Linked DNA regions of Sus scrofa: region 2 is linked to region 1. Evidence: chromatin contacts called from public HiChIP or PLAC-seq data. All regions are on one chromosome and are shown on one strand. Each heading gives the region's core, a stretch centred on a gene start, on an enhancer-like site or on the middle of the called end of the contact. The rest is flanking DNA. Distances are from core to core; before and after follow the strand shown. Region 1 overlaps ARHGAP26 (rho GTPase-activating protein 26). Region 2 has its middle 290 kb from the start of NR3C1.

What was found. HiChIP or PLAC-seq counts read pairs in DNA pulled down with a chosen protein or histone mark.
Region 2: a contact with region 1 is called in an H3K27ac HiChIP or PLAC-seq map of skeletal muscle. The contact joins two enhancer-like sites. A contact is called at or near these places in 3 of 47 Hi-C or Micro-C datasets (embryonic fibroblasts and skeletal muscle) and 1 of 2 datasets of contacts at active chromatin or transcription factors (skeletal muscle).

Annotation. Positions count from the first base shown.
Region 1 is chr2:144,763,752-144,769,999 of Sscrofa11.1, reverse strand. The region is part of intron 22 of ARHGAP26 (rho GTPase-activating protein 26); the gene reads right to left. Among named protein-coding and RNA genes, the nearest start is that of NR3C1, 160 kb to the left of the region's middle. Within about 2 kb of position 3,174, at least 32 of the 83 cell types and tissues checked have an H3K27ac peak or open chromatin away from gene starts, as enhancers often do. A contact at or near this core is called in skeletal muscle, where this site is marked.
Region 2 is chr2:145,211,855-145,218,102 of Sscrofa11.1, reverse strand. No RefSeq gene overlaps it. Among named protein-coding and RNA genes, the nearest start is that of NR3C1, 290 kb to the right of the region's middle. Within about 2 kb of position 2,207, at least 11 of the 83 cell types and tissues checked have an H3K27ac peak or open chromatin away from gene starts, as enhancers often do. A contact at or near this core is called in skeletal muscle, where this site is marked.

The DNA of each region.
Region 1 (6,248 bases), core at 1,925-4,424:
CAGGTGAGCCGGTAGGGGACCCCGAGTCATTGGTCTAGTCACTAGGACTGGTCAGCAGGACTCTCCTGGTACAACTTAAGGACCTGGGCTCAACAACCAGCTAAGCCTGGGGAAATCGCAAATGTTCAGAACCAAGACCAAACCAATCAAACTCACTCCCCCAAACCAAAGATTGAGAAAGAATAAATCAAACAAAACATAAAGAATTAAAAAAAAAAAAAAAAGACCCCTCCCACTTGATGGCAGAGCTCCTAGCTGGGTTGTTGTTCCACCAGCTGTACTGAGTCCATCTGGTTTAGGCTGTCTTCCTTCCCGGCCAGCTGTTCAAACACAGCTCAGGTGCAGAGGTGGCAACGTCCGCAAACATTAGAAATGGAATTTGCAGAGTAAGGGAAGAATCAGAGGGGACAAAGGAGGCCCTCCAAACTAGAGAACAAGAGACGTGTCACAGGGGATGGCAGGGGACAATGCAGCCTTTGGGTCAGACTGCTGACTCCGTGGAGCCAGCAAGCCAGGCTGCAGGCAGGTGTGCTACCAGACCAGGTACAACAGATCCACCTGGCCGTGTATTAAAACTGCTGATTCCTAGGCCCCATGGCCCATCAGAGAGCAGAACTGCTAGGAGTGGAGCCCAGGGATCTGCATTTTAACTCATTCACAGAAAGCTGTCACTTTGCTGTGCCAAAATGTCCTGTAATCCTGATTATAAGAATTAATGGGGGAGAGAGGCAGCTCCAGAGGCGTCCTGTGGTCTTCTATTTCCCTTCCTCGTCCTTCAAGGCTTCGTTGAAGCCCCACCTCCTCCATAAATAGCATAAATATATCATCACACGCCATCTACCTGCTCCCCTGTTCGCCAGGCTCGTGGGATGTTTACCGTACATTTTGCATATTGCTCCTGGCCCTGTTAATGCAGTTCAGATGTGTTAAGCTTTGGTTCCCCCACTAGCTTTTAGCGCATTTTAGTTTGGATTCTATTCCTTGACATTCTTCGTGGACGGCCGACTCGTGAATCACAATGATGGAATTGAACAACGACAGGACTTCCTCTGTGGCTCATGGCTCACATGCTAACTACTCGGCACTGTCTCTGCAGGGGCTCTGGTTCGATCCCTGCACTGGGACCTTTCATATGCTGCAGGTCGCACATTTAAAAAACACAACAAAACCAGAGGTGAACAACTACAAATGGAGACTTGGAAACAGCCATGAACTAAGAGATTTAAACATATATTCACTCACTTGGTCTTAAAGATCGTAGCTTGTCATATTACTACCCCCATTTCACAGATGAGAAAATCAAGGTGGAGAGAGGCAAATTCATTTGTGCAAGGTCCCAACAGTAGAACCAGAATTTGCACCTGGCTTGTTTGAGCCCAGGGACCAAGCGCTTTTCCACGGCACGATCCTTTATCCAACCAGAAAACAGGCTCCTGGAGGATCAGCACAACGGGCCGGGGCGAGCCCACACTAAGCAGTGGGCCCTTTGCTAAGGGCTTCACCTGCATCTCTTCTTCTTGCCTTCAGAAAGACCTCGAAGAGGGCTCTGCCTGTATTCTCGTTTTACTGACGAGAAACAGAGGCTTGGAGAAGTTAAGTGTCTTGCCCCAAATGACAGTGCACGACAGAGGTGGATCTGAACTCAGGACACCTGACTCCAGGGTCTGTGGCCTTTGGCGCTACCACGTGGGCCCGGCTCAATGCTCTGTACGTCGAAGATGCTCAGAAGTACTTGCTGGGCTGAGTCACACCCATGTCCAACCTTCTGAATGGCACCAGTGTCCCCGGTGCTATGCAAACACATGCAGGAGTCTATGCCAGCCCAGCAGGCATGTGATAAATATAAGCAGGTGCTGACACAGGCCTGCCCCGCCAGCTACGCTCTCTCAGCTCAATCCACATCCACACCATACGCCCCTGCACACATGTGGCTCATGCTCCTCTGGCACCTTCATGCGCTGTGGACCAGGAGCAAGTGTGGGACTAAGACCTCTGATGGCCCGCTGCTCCAAGCGGAAGCAGCCCTGGCTGCAAGAGACACAGACCCCTGTGTAGCTGAAGATGTGGGCTCACTGAACAAACACACGGTGCCAGGTCCCTGCCCACAGGACAGAACAAGCGGATGAGAGTCTGCTCTTGGGGAGGAACCATCTAGACAGAGAGTAAGCCTGAGCGGGGCGCAAGAGACTGGCAGGGGGCGGGGCGGAGGGGGGGCGGGGAGCTCGGAAACCTGAAACCTAAATAATCCAAAGGAGCCGGCCAGGCAGGGGATTACACGAGGGTAAAGGCCCGAGATGGGGAGAAGCTTGTGGTTTCCGAAGAGCGGTCTGCAAGTTTTTCTGAAAAAGCCTCATCATCGCTGTGTCACTGCTCAACTCTGCTACTGTTGTGCCACAGAGAACATGTGAGCAGAGAGACACGGGTGGCTGGGTTCCAGGGAGGCTTTGTTTACAAAAACAGGCTGCGGGCTGGATTCCACTGGCAGGTCAGGGTTTGCTGACTCTGAGAACATAAAGAAGCTCCCGGAGGCTGCCGTGACTCGAGCTAGGGTGAGAGGGGCCAGAGGGCAGGCGCAGGACCAAGAGCTCCGCGCCCATGATGCTAAGAGCAACAGGAGGCTACTCGAGCACCAGAAGCAGGAGAATAACACGCGACTTCCATTTTTCGAAGATCAGCCTGGCTGCTGTGCAGAGCGTGGGTTACGGGAGGCAGGAATGCAAGTGACGAGACCAGTCCGGCAGCTGGCGGCCACGCCCTGGGGGGAGGTTGAAAGGCTCCACCGAGGAACTCCCCCATCGCCCCACGGCCTGAGAGGTCCTTTATTAGCAAAGGACACCGGGGGCAGCCCAGCCTGTACCCTGGGAATGAAGGATCCCGCCCATGTCAGATCCTGATTAAAAGTATCCCCAGAAGCCGACTGCAGTGAATGCATGTGAATTTTCCAGGTACCACTAATCACACTGCTTCTCGATGACTAATGCTCCTGAGAACACGAGTTCTTGCTCTTTCCAGTTACTGTCTGAGGTGCTCTTGGAGAAATGGATAGTTTCCTAGTAGACGGTCAAGGGCTGACAGCGGAGTTATTTCTGAGTATTGCACAGCCATTCCCCATGGCACAGAGTCCAAACGCCGACGGAGCAGCCTCTCCAGATGCGCAGCGGTCCCCGGAATCCAGAGGCTTGGAGATGAATCATCATGAACCACAGACTTTCCCCTCCAGGTGCCCCTCCCTCTTCCTCCTCCTCTTCTTCTTGATCCTGATAAAGATCTCTCTCTCTCTAACACACACACACACACACACACACACACACACCCTCTCTCTCTCACTAGCTCACTCTTCTGTTACTAGGAAACTCTCTTCTGATTGGTCTGATGATGTAACCTGACAGCAACAGAGCATCCAACTCAAACTGCTCTTACTTGGTATCTCCAGCAATAAGTTACCAAGAGAGAGAACAACAACAAAAAAAGATCTCCTGAACAAGGAAATAGTTATTTTCTCCTCTAATGCCCCCTTTCTACGGAAGAGGTGAAGGCCGGGGGAAAGGAGGCTATTAGTAGCATTTTCCAAATATCGGACATCCTAAAACATTACCAACCAACCAGTCTGAACCCCGGCTGACACTCTGTCAGACCCCTTCTTCGACAGCAGCTCAGTCCACACTGAGCGGTGTTGTTCTTGGGGCTGGATTTGGCCTTTGGCTCTTCAGGGAATTGGAAAGGTCACTGGCATTGCTAGTGAAAAAGAAAACTAGTGTCAACGAACCCTGCCCTGACCCCTAGAGACCACAGGAAGGCAGGGGGAGGCCTGAGACTCGCTTGAGCTCTCGCTGTTCTTATAGGCTTTGTGGCAGTTACTGAACTGGGAGGCAGGGGAGTCACAGAACCTGCTGGGAAGGAAAGGACTTGGCAGTGAAAAATCAAGTATCTTCTGTCTTTTTTTTTTTTTGGTTAGTTAAACCAGTTCAAAAAGGAGATGTAAAAACAGAAGAAGGTGGGCATGTCAAAGGTACAACCGCTGTGGAAATCAGTCCCGCGGTTCCTCAAACAGTGAAACAGAGTTACCACGTGACCTAGCAAGCCCATCCCGAGGTGTGCTACCAAGGGAGTGGAAAACAGCCACCCCCCCAAAAAAAAAACTTGTATGTGGATGTTTACAGAGACATTACTAATAACAGCCACAAGTGGAAATAATGGAAAGGTCCCTCAATGGCATAACCAAATGTGGTACATCCATACAATGGAATATTACGCATCAAGAAAAAAGGAGTGAGGTGCTGATGCCTCCAACATGGGTGATGTTGCAAATACTATACAAAGTGAAAGAAGTCAGTCACAAAACCACGGTGTGTATAATTCCATTTCCGTGAAACTGCTGCAGGGAACAGGGGTGGTGAAGCTATTGCGGAACTGGTGCTGATGGGTGCACTAAGACCTAGTAAACTGTATATTTGAAATGGGTAAGCTGTATGGTATGAAATAAATAAAGCTGCTTAAAACAATGGAAGAAGGCTGCACGCAGGTAGAGGAGGTCCAAACAAGACACACAGCCATACACAGAGCTTTTGAGAGCTTAGGCCACCCCTGCCCCTGGGATCAGGGGTCGTCTGCGCTATCAGAGCGAACAGCTAATGGGAACACGCAGTCCCTTGTCCATGGGAGTGGTGAATTCTGGTTTAAAGGACAGACCTTTAAACTCAGATTCCCCGAACATGTCGGAATCTCTCAAATTTTGCTCATTTGTTGGCAGAAGCACCTGCCCTGCCAGTTCAGGGCATGCAGCCCACGCACACAGCCCACTGTGACTTGTCTGCCACAAAAACTATGCCACGTTATATCTGGGTTGTGCCTCCCCTGTGTGGGCCTATTCAGGGGGCACTCACCAAGGGCACAGCTTTAGAGAGCCCTGAGGGGACCCCCTTCACCCGTGGGGGTGCCAGGACCTGAGAGCTGTAGCTGCTGATGGGAGAGGGGGCTGGGCTGGCTGCTTCTACACGTTGATGTGCAAAGGACCCGGAAGAAGGTGAATGGAGCCAAGCTTTCAGGAAGGCACTGAAACTTGGCTTTGGGAACCATATGAGCATGCAGCCCAAGCATGAGATATAGCCGATGACTGGAGCGTGGACCTGCTGTACCGAACAGGGACCTCCACCCAGCGTTCTGAGATCATCTACGTGGGAAAAGACTCTGAAAGAGAATGGGTGTGTGTATAACCGAATCACTTTTTGTACAGCAGAAATGACCACAACATTGTAAATCAACTGTAGTTCAATAATAGTAATAATAACAGTAAAAGCAGGATGCAGGCCCAGAAGGCCACAGGCAGTTGTGGGCTGCCCCCAGCCCTGCTGGCTCAGAAGGCTGAGGGCTACCAAGTGGGACCTGGATTCCCCCGGAGGCTCTGTGACCTGTTCCTCTTTCTACCTGTCCACAGGTCTGATGACACTCTCTGCCACCCTGTGCAGAGGGGCTGGGCACATGGGGGCAGCCCTTTGGATATGATGCAGTCAAGCCCATCTCTCAAGGACCCTTCACAGAGCCAGGACCCAGGGGGTCGAGGGACAGTACCCACAGCCCAGCCAAGTGAGCCAAACCTGGGTTCTATCAGCCAAACAGGAGAAAGTGTCACTGTCAACGAGAAGGGCAGCAGGGTCTTTTTCTAAGGAGGTGGTGATGAAATGAGATGATATCATAATAACACACTGAAAGCAGGACGTGTGTGGAGTGTGATTTTATCTTTTGCTATTTCTTGGGCCGCTCCCGCGGCATATGGAGGTTCCCAGGCTAGGGGTCGAATCGGAGCTGTAGCCACCGGCCTACGCCAGAGCCACAGCAACACAGGATCCGAGCCGCGTCTGCAACCCACACCACAGCTCACGGCAACGCCGGATCGTTAACCCACTGAGCAAGGGCAGGGACCAAACCCGCGACCTCATGGTTCCTAGTCGGATTCGTTAACCACTGAGCCACGACAGGAACTCCTGAAGTGTGATTTTAAACATGATATACCTCCCTCAACGCTCTCTCCTGTCTGTTATCTTTCTAGGACAGAGGAGAGGACGAGGCGTGGAGAGGTGCAGTCCCTGCGGGTGGGTCACACAGAACCAAGTGTCAGGCCAGGACTGTGCTACGGTGGCTTGCATCCCGGGTTCAGACTCCCCAGTGTGACACGGCAGCCTTGGCTGCCCCGTGTTGCTGGGTCTCAGGCAGGTGGTAGCGGGTGGGGTCTCGACCCTGTGGGCTGTGCA
Region 2 (6,248 bases), core at 958-3,457, 450 kb before region 1:
ATCCCCATGGTATCTAGCAAAGTGATGTAATCAAGAAGTGTCTCAAATGTTGGAACAGAAATGAACTAGGCATAAAAGGAATTGTTTGGTGGCTGAATAACTTAAAGTACAATTAAATAGAGCGCTGACTTTCTATCCCATAACTTATGTAGAAAAACTTTGCTCTACTCTTCTCATCTAGTATGGCAGGAAATCTCTTCTGTTTGTGCAAATGGAAAATGTTTTTGTTCTGAATTGCAGACAGATGTGGCTTTATGCCCGTGGTTCTTGCCTCCACTAAATGCACAGTTCATATTTATTAAAAAATATATATATCTTCTTGACCATCCTATATAGGAATTCAGGAGTTTGCTATGTGACTCAGCGTAACAAACCCAACTAGTAACCATGAGGATGCAGGTTCAATCCCTGGCCTCACTCAGAGGGTTAAGGATCTGGCATTACCGTGAGCTGTTGGTGTAGGTTGCAGACATGGCTCAGATCTGGCGTTGCTGTGGCTGTGGTGTAGGCCTGCATCTGCAGCTCTGATTCGACCCCTAGCCTGGGACCTTCCAAAAAAAGAGAAGAAAAAAAATCCATATTCATGTATTTTATAGCATATGAAATTTTAAAGAATATAGTGTCCTATGTATAATGTAAAAGGACAGTAAAAGTCATAAAGTAACATTTCATCAGTAAGAACTCTCAGGCGTGACAACAGTAGAAGATATTTTTTAAGAGATACAATATATTACCATGGATTTTGCTATTCCTAATACTGAGAGTATGTATGACCATGAATGCAACCATCACAATGCAGCCTGATAGAGTTGTGTTCACTGGTGACTCAAAAACTTCTTGGTGCATTGCTGTCTGCAGTGTGATTTTCCCGCCGCATACACCCCGCAACTTCCCAGTGATGAAAACCTCTTGGTAACATTCCAAAGAAATCAAAATACGATCTCCTTCTTTTATTTTTACAGTAGTTGCATTCCTAGAAAATTCAGGCTGCATTAAGACTGTATAAAAACAATTCGTGATTATGTCTCAAAGAATTGGTTTTAGGCTCCAGGATGTCTGTCAGGACAATTCTTGGTTGTATAAGACTGTCTAATCTAGCCTCCCTAGGCCCCACTGACTAAATGCCAACCACATTACCTCAATCATTGGGACTAGCAAAAATCCTCCCACAAATTTCCAAAACGTTTCTGGGGAAGTGGTATCTACCTCCTTGAAAAGCACTGCTTTCGTCAGCCCACGGAGTTCCCAAAAAGTTATGTGTCAATTTGATTCTCATACCTGGATCTGAATTTTCACATGTTAAGTGTTCATAAAACAAGGTGCATTTTTTTTAAAAAAAGACAGGTTTCTGCAGCATGCACAAAGGTGGCCCTGATTCACTGTAAGTAATGTTCTCGAATCCTCCTAGGTGGTGACCTAAGACACTAGCCCGGATGTCTCTCAAGTGAGAAGGCAAAGTTAACGTACGTGTGTGTGGAAGCTGGTAAACAAAGAGCAGGTGGACCACAAGTATGATACAGATGCACTGGCACAGGTACAGGCATCTGTATATTCAGCTGACTCGAGGGCTAGGCAAATGCCCTTGGCTGTCTCGAAGGTCCATGGGGTCGGTTCAGGAAAAAGGTAAGCCCAGGGCGAGGAGGATGTCAGCAGTTGCTAGGAGACTAACAGTCTGTGAAGGAAACAAAGGAAGTGAGTCAGGGGAGAGTGTGAATGTAGGGTTAAGGATAGCAGTGATGTCGCGGTCAGCCCAGGTGAAGGTGACCACGGCTCTGAGAACTACGTGGTGGATGTTGCTTCTTGAGTTACAGCTTCTTGCATCTCGATCTTGAACTGGAGGGAGCACCTAGTGCACGGCACAGAAGGATGTTTTCATCCCCGTCCTCACGTGGGAGCAGCGCACGGGGATATGAGCTTCCTTTCTCCATGCTTCCCAAGACACCTTGCGCTATCTTTACATTTCAGGAAAGCCAACCCCCCTCAGCTGTGTGAGGCAGACATCTGTTGACCATATTCCATGGATCAGAGTTGTGTCTGTTTTTCTCTCCCTTTGGGAGAAGGAATGGTGGGCGTGACTCCACGCAGAAATTCTGGCAAGCCAATAAAGACCACCGTCCAAGTTCCCTCAAGCTAACCATGCATGGCTCAGTCTTAGTGTAGTTTGCATGCCTGCCTCAGATTCCTGTCTTTAAGAAGGCTCTGAAAATCAGGCCCAGACAGACTCCAATGCCTATTCATCTGAAGTTCACCAGGCAGTGTGCCTGGTGTCATTTGAGCAAGCCGTTTCGCAGCCAGCTTTTTTTTTTTTTTTTTAATGACATGATTGCCCAGGCTTTCAAATCCCATTATGAAACTTTTCATCCTTTACTCAGGGCTTTTTTTTTTTTTTTTAATCTGCCATTTTAGTTTGACGGAAAGAGATGTTGAGCAGAAATAATAGCAAAATTGCTCTTTGGGACCAGATGATATCATGAGTCATGCCACATTTGGGGATCTGTAGTTGCCACATTTTTCCCTCTCCTGAAATTCTTAATGACTGACAGTGGTTGGTTATCAGGGAAGATAGGAAGAAGGCTGGACTAATCCCAGGGCAGCTTGGAGGTTCATTAGAAGGGAGGGAGGAGAGGCCCACCAGCCCTGGCCTGGGGCCACAGAAAACAAGGAGACCCCTAGCTGTGTCCTGCCAGGCATTCAGAGCCCTGCATGGAGGCAGCCTGATTGTTATTGGAAACAGTTACTGGCCAACGGCAGTGTTGTGCCTGCTGCTTCACTACGGTGACACACAACCTCAGGGCTGCAACACGATCCTCTCCATGTCGAGGGGGATGCAGAGTGCCTCCTACATACCCTAAGTCAAATCAGGGCTCCACAACTGGCTCTAAGAGAAGCAGTTACATATTCTTGTGAACATTCTCCTAGGTGTTTTCAGCTGCCAGGGAGTTCTCTCACATCAGCCTATCTAGAGAAAGCTGCAGGTGATGTTACAGCGTGGTTCTCACGTCTTCTCACCTGGTCTCACACATGGGGTCTGCTGGGAAAAGTGGATGCAGGATTCCTGGGGCACTTATCTTCACAGCTATGACCTAGCATCTCGCCCGGCACCTGGCTGTGGAGTAGGAATGAATACATAAGGAAGGCAAGCCAAGGTGGAACGGGTGTGAGGCATTCCTCCCTCCGCCCCGTCCTTCTCTCCCTGCCTCCCCCGTCCCACTCCACACCACTCCTGTTTCTCCAAAAAGTGAGGTCAACATCAGTATAACATCTAGTCATGAAATGGACAGTGCTAAGTAACTAAAAGAAACAGTGTCCATGTTAGTTATGAGTTTTGAGCCAGAAGGGCGTCAGGAAGACCTGCATTTTGGTCTTATCCTTCACCACCTGCTATTGGGCAACCTTGAACAAATTGTTAAAAATCTCTTAGCCTAATTGCTCCTCTAGCAAGTACAGATAGTAATAGTCCCACCTTATCCGTTTGTTATAAGAATTAGAGATAATTCATGTCAAGTGCTTGCACTGTGCTTGGGACTTTAGTGTTCAAGAAGTGTTAGCTGCTTTTATTATTTTCCCATAGGCTACTCATCACAACTGTGTGAGTATCAGCTCAGCGAGGTGACTGCTGCTAGGTCTGTGCCGCTCTGAGGAAAATTGCCGTCTCATCCATCTTGGGAGCAACTGGAATTATTCTCTGTACTGATTTGACCATGGATTAGCTTGGTTGCTATGGCTATATTACTTAACCTTCGGGGCTTCAGCGTCTTTGTTGTAAACACAGACAGCTGCTCTGTCTATACTCAAAGATCATTACACGTGAGAATGTTTAGGAAGGGCCCTAAAGACTGAGTATGAGTTTTTGGTTTATGCTATTGCCTAGATGCCTAACATTTGGGAATTAGATTAGGGAGGGAGAAGGGATGGAATGTACATTAAAGGCATTTATTCCAACTTTACTGATGAAGACGTCAATGAAGTGAAGGATTCATGATCCATAATAATGAGGTCAACTGCTCTAGCCGTGTGGAGGTCAGTAGGCATGTCCTCTCGGGAGAGCTAAGTCAGTCACATGACCTCAGTTTTTTTCTTTCAATGACACCACGTGATGTTAAAAGGAAAGTTGTTTTAGCTTTAGACAGTTAAAGCCAGAAAATTCAGGCCGTGTTTTCCACTAGTATGCAGTTCTCTCCCTCATATACCATAAAACAAAATCACAAGGATTGAAAGGCCATGGCAAAGAAGGTAAAATAGTGGATCCAATCGTCGTCATAATTATGGGAATATTATTTGAACATACTGTGCTAAAATCTTTGCATATATTCTCTCACTTAATTCCAGCCTGTAAAGTAGATGCCATCATCTCCGTGCCTCTGGAAGGAAGAAATTAAGGCTTGTAGAGATTAAGTAACATGGCCAGGTCGCTGGCTGTGAATTATGGAACATTGCCCTTTTTTAGTGTCTACTTTCCTTGTCTTGTCACCTCAAGGACAGTTGAGTGTACCTGACTGCTCAGAGTCAGCCCCTTTTGCTTGACAGCAGGTGAGGCAGAGTGACTTCAGAGCACTGGATCGCGCAGGTCGATGCTCTCTCCTCTTGTGCTGGTAAAAAGTCCAGAGCGATCCTGTGCCATTGATACTTGGTTTGCAGGACCCCATACATTTGCCTAATGTTTGGGAATTCGGTTTAGGTTAGGGAGGGAGAAGGGATGGGACGTACATTAAAGGCGTTTATCCTATCTTACTGATGAACGTGCCAGTGAATTGAAGCTGTGGCTCTGAATCCTCTGCAGTGGCAGAGATTCTAGTCCTTGTACACACCATCAGCCTCTCCATCCTTGCAGTGACCCAATGGGTGGCCTATTGTCAACTAGTCTACTGATCACTTTCCTTCCTCTTCATTTATGGAGCATTTCCTCTACGTTAAGCCCATCCATGCTGAGCATGTGGGATCATAAAAAGGGAAAAAATTGTCCCTGTCCCCCAAGAGCAACTGTTTTGGTGAAAAGTGAGATAAATGACTCACCAGAAAGGGAGGTAGAGAGAGAGAGACACATGGAGAGATGAGACAGTGACGAATAGAAGAACAAAGACGAGAATGATGTGCTCTATGAGCAGGGATGGAAGGGTGACTAATTTCAGCTGAAGGCTGGGGATCTGAAATCCCTCCCAGCAGAGATAGCATTGGATCTCGGTTTTGAAAGAAGAATGGGAGCCGAATCTGGGAAGAAAGGTTACACTACCAGGAGGAGAAGACTTAACTGTCAAATCCAGAGATAGCCATTCTGTACCTTGTTCTCACTGAGCCCAGCTATACTGTGAGTTGCCTTCTCTACACACCAGCCCAGGGGATCACCACCAGTTCAACGGAACCGATGGATGAATCCTCCTGGCCTTTTCTGACTTACTTCTTTATTGACTTCAAAGGCAGGACTATTAAACTAAGCAATAGGGGAATGGATCCATCCTAGGAGACACAAATAGATGGCCATTTGATTTCAGAGAGGGACTTCATAAAAAAGAAAGCACACATGGAAGTACCTACTCAGTAACATGTCCTTGAACCTCTTAGCGCCTACCTTTCTCTTATCTGCACCATTCTCAGTGCTTTATTTAACAGAGACATCTCTTGTTCACCTAGGTTGTGTGGGTCCTTTTGTGAGGCCCCATACAAAGATGTATAAGATCTGACGTCTGTCTTCAGTGAATCATCAACTAATGGGAGTAATAAAACCAGTGTACAGAAAACTGTATACACGTCCACATAATCAAAATGTCACATGCATAGATATTTTGAAGTTCTCCCCTATCCCACCTATCACCAAGGGAACTGGTGTGAAACATTCTCTTTAAGATGCAGAGTGGAGGAGTTCCTGTCGTGGTGCAGTGGTTAATGAATCTGACTAGGAACAGTGAGGTTGTAGGTTCAGTCCCTGGCCTTGCTCAGTGGTTAAGGATCCGGCATTGTCATGAGCTATGGTGTAGGTTGCAGAGGGGGCTCGGATCCTGCTTTGCTGTGGCTCTGGTGTAGGCCAGTGGCTACAGCTCTGATTCGACCCCTAGCCTGGGAACCTCCATATGCCACAGGAGCAGCCCAAGAAATGGCAAAAAGACAAAAAAAAAAAAAAAAAAAAAAAAAAAAAAAAAAAAAAAACAGAGTGGAACCACAAGAGAAAGGATCACAGAATAAGAAAATTACTTGTTTTCAAGGTTTCTCAGCTTTAGTTCTTCTGTATGATTTCACCTTCAATTTCAAGTTTT